Regions from separate parts of the Rattus norvegicus genome. Here region 1 is linked to region 2. A link is a contact called in public Hi-C data. All regions are on one chromosome and are shown on one strand. Each heading gives the region's core, a stretch centred on a gene start, on an enhancer-like site or on the middle of the called end of the contact. The rest is flanking DNA. Distances are from core to core; before and after follow the strand shown. Region 1 holds the start of Iqcc (IQ motif containing C). Region 2 holds the start of Zbtb8os (zinc finger and BTB domain containing 8 opposite strand).

Region 1 (2,700 bases), core at 100-2,599, 290 kb after region 2:
GGTTGTCAGATTTTTTTTTTTTTTTATCCTTTTTTTCGGAGCTGGGTTGTCAGATTTCTAAGCACATGCTTTTCACAAAACATACACACACACACACACACACACACACACACACACACACACACACACACACACACGAGAGTGAGGAGGGGGCAAGCAGCCCCTTTTACAGTGAGTGTGGCTGTGTGTGGTGGGGGGAGCACATACCTGTCTGTTGGCCAGGTAGCTGTGGGGGGAAGCTTGGACAGAATGCTAACAGTGACTACTGAGGCTCTTGGCAGAAAAAAATGAGTTTCTGTCTGGGTAGCAGCACACACATCTTTAATACAAGCACCTGGGAAGGCTGAGGCAGGAAAACTCATTGAGTTCAAGGCCAGTCACGGCTACCTAGTAAGGCTCTGTGTCTGCAGACTTTTGGAGCTTGTTGGAGAGATGGCTCAGCAGTTAAAACTTGTTCTTTCAGGGGACCCAGTTTCAGTCCCTAGCACCCATATGGTGGTTCACAGTTATAATTCCAGTTCCAGAGGGTCTAATGTCCTCTTCTGACCTCTGGAAGTGCCAGGCATACAGTGTGCAAACAACAGGCAGGACACCCTCACATAAAAAAAAACAAAAACAAACCTTCAAAGTGGGGAGTCCCACCATTCCCCAGAACCCTACAGCAGGTTCTCCTTTCCTTTCCCGCTGCGGAGTGTAGTACCTCTGGGAGAAATATGGGCTTGGGAATCCAGCCCCCAGTCCACCGAAGTGTGCGGACGTCACCCTCAATCTCCTCTACAATTGCCTCATACTCAGCTCGAAGGCTCTGGAATTGACGTCGGACCAAGAAGCCCCGGAAGCCGGCCTAATGTAGAGAACGAGTGCAAAGATACCTCTTAACATTTTTAATGGGTGATCTTGGCTAGTACTCTTGTTTTGTGGTTGTTGACAGGTGGGGAATCAAGCCCAGGGCCTTGCACGTACTGGGCAAACACTCGGACTCTTGAGCCCAAAGGGAGAGATCTTTGCATCCTGGGGCTGCCAGAGAGAACACGGAGATGGGGAAGGGTTAGGCGACTATGTTTTGGAGCTCTGGGAAGTGAAGAGAAGATGCTGAGCTGGACCCTCATTCTCGATTTAAGGTCCTTTTATCTTCCCTAGCCCCGCCACAGCTTCGCATTCTACAGTGCAGTGCAGAGGGCGTGCGGGTAAGGGACGGTGTGTGACAGCTGCATCTCGCCGGGAGGTCCAGCCCCTGACCCCAGGACCACTCGCAACTCCATCCCGACCTGCAACGTAGACACCTTTCGAAGGAAGAGATCGGGATCCATCTTGCCGCTAACCGCCCAGCGCTGTGCGTCACCCGCACGCGTGCGCTTGCGCGGTGAGTCTTCAGGCAGCGCCGATCCTAGGCATGCGCAACAGGGCCCCACACGCCGTCTCTAGCGTCACAGGCTGATTCGCGCACATATCCGGGTCCCGTTCGAGCCGCCCCTCCCCATCCCAGCGTCTGGCACATTGAGAGCAAGGAGAACACCGAGGAGTAGCTTTTCCGTTTGTTTAATTCCAACCAGTGCCCCCGACCTCATAGCACCTAGGGAGCTCCCGAATCCGTAAAAAGTCACAGTTTGAAGAGAAGAGAGAAGCAGAAGAGTCCAGGCAGCACCTATGCGGCTGGCTGCTCCTCAGGCTCAGCATTCTCTGCCAAGTGCAGCTTCTGTCTGTGCTAGTCAAGGACTGTGACGCTTTGGATCTGTGTATCCACATGCCTTTCCACCCTGTACAGACTCTGTGTGTGTGTGCGCGCGCGCGCGCGTGTGTGTGTTTGTGTGTTCAGAGCCACCACACCAGGGCACAATTTAAGGATTAAGAGCTGAGGTGGCATATGCCTTAAATCCCAGCACTTGGGAGGCAGAGGCAGGGTGGATTTCTGGATCTCTGTGAATTCTTTTTTTTTTTCTTTTTTTTTCTTTTTCTTTCTTTCTCCCCCCCCCCGCCCCCCCGGGGCTGGGGACCGAACCCTTGCGCTTCCTAGGCAAGCGCTCTACCACTGAGCCAAATCCCCAGCCCCATCTCTGTGAATTCTTAGGCCAACCTGCTCTTCTCAGGACAGCTAGGGCTACACAGAGAAACCCTGTCTCGAACTCCCAAATTCTCCCTCCCCACCCCAGAAAAGGCTGAAAGGGCAGGAGAACACCAGACAAGCTTTGCTATGTATCCTAGGTATTGGTGTCGGTTTCAAAGATTTTCATCGTGTCAGGGCTTACACCTTGAGACAAAAACGATATCAGTGTTTAAACCATACTCCCTACATGTATTTTCCTCTCCTCTCCTGCCCCGGTTTGTTTGTTTCTTTAATCTTGGTTGTCCTAGAAGTCACTATGTAGATCTGGATGACCTCGAATTCAAAAAGCTCTATTTGCCTGCCTCTGCCTTCTGAGTGCTGGGATGGGATTAACCACACCTGATATATTTTTCCCTTAGAATTTGGGAAATTCCACATTCCTCTTAAGTGGGAGCAGTTTGTGGCTAATTCTGAGTCGGCAGGACAGCAGGAGATGGGAATATTTGTCATGTGTGACTATACCTAGAGGCAGGAAAGAAGAAACTGATTACCCGCCCCTCATGTCTCCCTCACCTGAGAGGCACACCAACCTCATTAAGCCTCTTGAAAAGGATACATGGAATTGCTAAGATCTTCCAGCTGTCAACAGAGGGAAA
Region 2 (2,700 bases), core at 89-2,588:
CTTGTACTCCTCGTTGATCACACGTTCTTCCACCGCGTCGTCAAAGGCCGCTAAAACGTTTTTAAAAAACAAGTTAAGTTAGCAAACACAAACGGAAAGCGAACAAACCTCTCCAAAGCCACCGGCGCGGCGCCCGGGTTCTGACAACGAAATGGAGATTCGTCTTAATCTCCTAGGTCGCAGGCACTAATGCCGTTCTCGGCCGCCACGGGCCGGAAGTCCTAGGGCCACCCAGCCGGACACTCCGTTACTCCTTTGGGGCGATGCTGTCCAACCTCGAAGCACGGTGGCGCGCGCCAAGTCCACGAAACCCAGGAGGAGGCCTGCGCATCGAGCCCGGGGCTGGGGAGCGACGCCCCGAGTCCCGACAGGCAGAGGGGTTGGCAGGGAACGTCGTACTCGCCTAGGCCCGAGACCTGGCGTCGCCGGGCATCCGCTCCGGAGGAGCCGGCGCGCCGTTAGCCCGCCCGGCTGGGAGCTCATTCCTCAGGCCGGAGTTACTGGGACTAGGCTCGCCAGAGTCGGGCCTTCTCTCCGTCTTAGGCCGCGTAACAGGCCACGACACAGCCCCGAAACCCAGCACCCTCCCGAGCCGGCCTCGGCACACTCACCTTCCTTGTCAGCCATGGCGGCAGGAGAGCCGGGAGGGGTTGGGGGATCCCGGGGTCGTGCGTTGCAGGAGGGGCGGGGAGGCTACGAGCGCTCGCTCCGCGCGCGCGGCCTCTATTGTTTCCTGCGGCCCGTGCGTGGGGGGCCGGCTCGCGTGCCTTCGCGCCAACACTGGCCAATGAGGAAGCGCGGGTCGGAGGGGTGGGCGGAGCATCTGTGTCGCGGCCTATGGAGACGCTCAAGAGTCGCTTTCCGCGGGTCGAGGCGCGCGCTCCGCCCCTTCCCCCCCCCACTACGGTCCAGAGGCTTCCACGGATTGCGCGCGCGCCCCGCCTGCCCGGACTATTCCCGTGCAGATCACGTGATCCCTTCCCCTCTCCCTTCGCCCCACACAAGCTCATGCGCAGCCAGCTCCTAAGAGGGCCGTTATGCTAACAACACCTTCAGGGTAGAAAAAAAAAATTGAAGTGTTTCCGGGTCTAGTTAGCAACCCCGAAGGCCAGACGAGGAGAAAACGCATCACTGTCTAGATTTACAGGTGCCTAATTTAGCTTACTCCCTCAGCTTTGAGAATACTAGTCGCAGTGAGTGTGGAAATAGGGTGCCGCTCTCTAAAACATGCTATAAAATCGGGAGGACCTAGACTGGAAGTCGCAAGCGGCAATATCCTTCCGCGAGCTCCCAGAATGGAGTCCTGGTCCTTTTAGACCAGCTGCCAAGGGGTGGGGTGTAGAGCGGAAGTTATGGCGCAGGGCCGAAGTCTGGCTGATGAAGGGCGGAAGTAGAGTTCCAAATCTGCAATCATGGCTCAAGAAGAGGAAGATGTTAGAGATTACAATTTGACGGAGGAGCAGAAGGCGATCAAGAACAAGTATCCTCCAGTCAATCGAAAGTATGAATGTGAGTAGGTGGCTCACATCTGTGACATTCGGACAACCTCGGCTGCCTACCTGCAGCTTCCTGCCTCACCCATTTCTTTGCCCCACAGGTGCTCTGGCATAATCACAGTGTGCCCCTCATTGTACCTAATTTAGGGGGAAAGTGAAGAAAAAGATCGCCATACTAGAGAATGAAGAAACCTGAGGCCCTACCTGCCCCAAACATTCTCCTAAAAGTCCTCGTGTGCCTGAATCACACTTAACTTTGCGGGTATAGTTCAGTGGTGTAGTAGCGTTTACCATTATAAATTATACTTGTGGGCTAGTTGTATTTTTAAGTGTTTTCTGGGTTATCCTCGAGTTTTCCCAGTAGTGGAATAGTATGAGCATGTTAGAGTAATCGAGAGAGACCTTTTTCTCTGCGTGAGTACGTGTGTATGGGTGTGTTCACAGCCCAAGGTTGTATTTTATTATGTACTGAAACTTTTGCCTCACGTTAAAATTTCTTGAAATATAAAAACACTAAATTTTTGACAATTTAGTTTTTCATAAAAATGGTAATTTATGTTAAATTGGGGTTGTTATTTTTAAATGAATATTTTGAAATTGTTGGGTTTTCCTTTTATAAAGTTCTTGCGTCAGCTTCATACTTCTAATCACAGCATTCTGGAGTCAGAGGCAGGAGGATGTATTGAGTTTGAGGCCAGCCTGGACCACATAGTTTCAGGACAACAGGGGTACAGAGTAACCCTGTTTGAGAAACAAAGAAATCTCTTATGACTTTAATGGACACTGTAGACCAGTAGTCAACTGCTGAGCTATAACTTCAGGCCTACAGTAGTCTTTTTTTTTTTTAAGGTTTATTTATTTATTATTTAATGTATATGACACTGTCACACACCAGAAGAGAGCATCAGATCTCATTACGGATGGTTGTGAGACGCCATGTGGTTGCTGGGGATTGAACCCAGGACGTCTGAAAGAGCAGTCAGTGCTCTTAACCACTGCGCCATCTCTCCAGCCCCCTAGAGTAGTCTTCAAGTGTAGGGTTCCTGAGATGAAAAACTTGAAGAACCATCCTACATAGCAATGTATCATCTTTTTAAAAAATTTTAAAGAATTGAGTATAATTTACATATCCTTCAGTAAAGTGTTAAAGTACTTTTCTTTTTTTTTTTGTGAGAGGATTTCACTCTAACCCTCGCTGGCCTGG

The links. Hi-C and Micro-C count contacts between places; a contact is called where the count stands out from the background.
Region 1: a contact with region 2 is called in a Hi-C map of hepatocytes, with 1.7 times the contacts expected there. The contact joins the promoter of Iqcc here to the promoter of Zbtb8os in region 2. A contact is called at or near these places in 4 of 12 Hi-C or Micro-C datasets (the A7r5 cell line, Schwann cells, frontal cortex and 1 more) and 1 of 1 datasets of contacts at active chromatin or transcription factors (oligodendrocytes).

What each region holds. Positions count from the first base shown.
Region 1 is chr5:147,245,104-147,247,803 of GRCr8, forward strand. It overlaps Iqcc (IQ motif containing C), which reads right to left and starts at 1,350. Exons shown (of 5, transcript NM_001400931.1): 1 at 1,269-1,350; 2 at 701-844. The coding sequence starts at 1,310. It overlaps Ccdc28b (coiled coil domain containing 28B), which reads right to left. Exons shown (of 6, transcript NM_001134689.1): 5 at 2,661-2,683; 6 at 1,524-1,700. The coding sequence ends at 1,646.
Region 2 is chr5:146,958,868-146,961,567 of GRCr8, forward strand. It overlaps Zbtb8os (zinc finger and BTB domain containing 8 opposite strand), which reads left to right and starts at 1,339. Exons shown (of 7, transcript NM_001399489.1): 1 at 1,339-1,509. The coding sequence starts at 1,413. Rbbp4 (RB binding protein 4, chromatin remodeling factor) reads right to left here and starts at 634. Exons shown (of 12, transcript NM_001107912.2): 1 at 612-634; 2 at 1-50. The coding sequence starts at 627.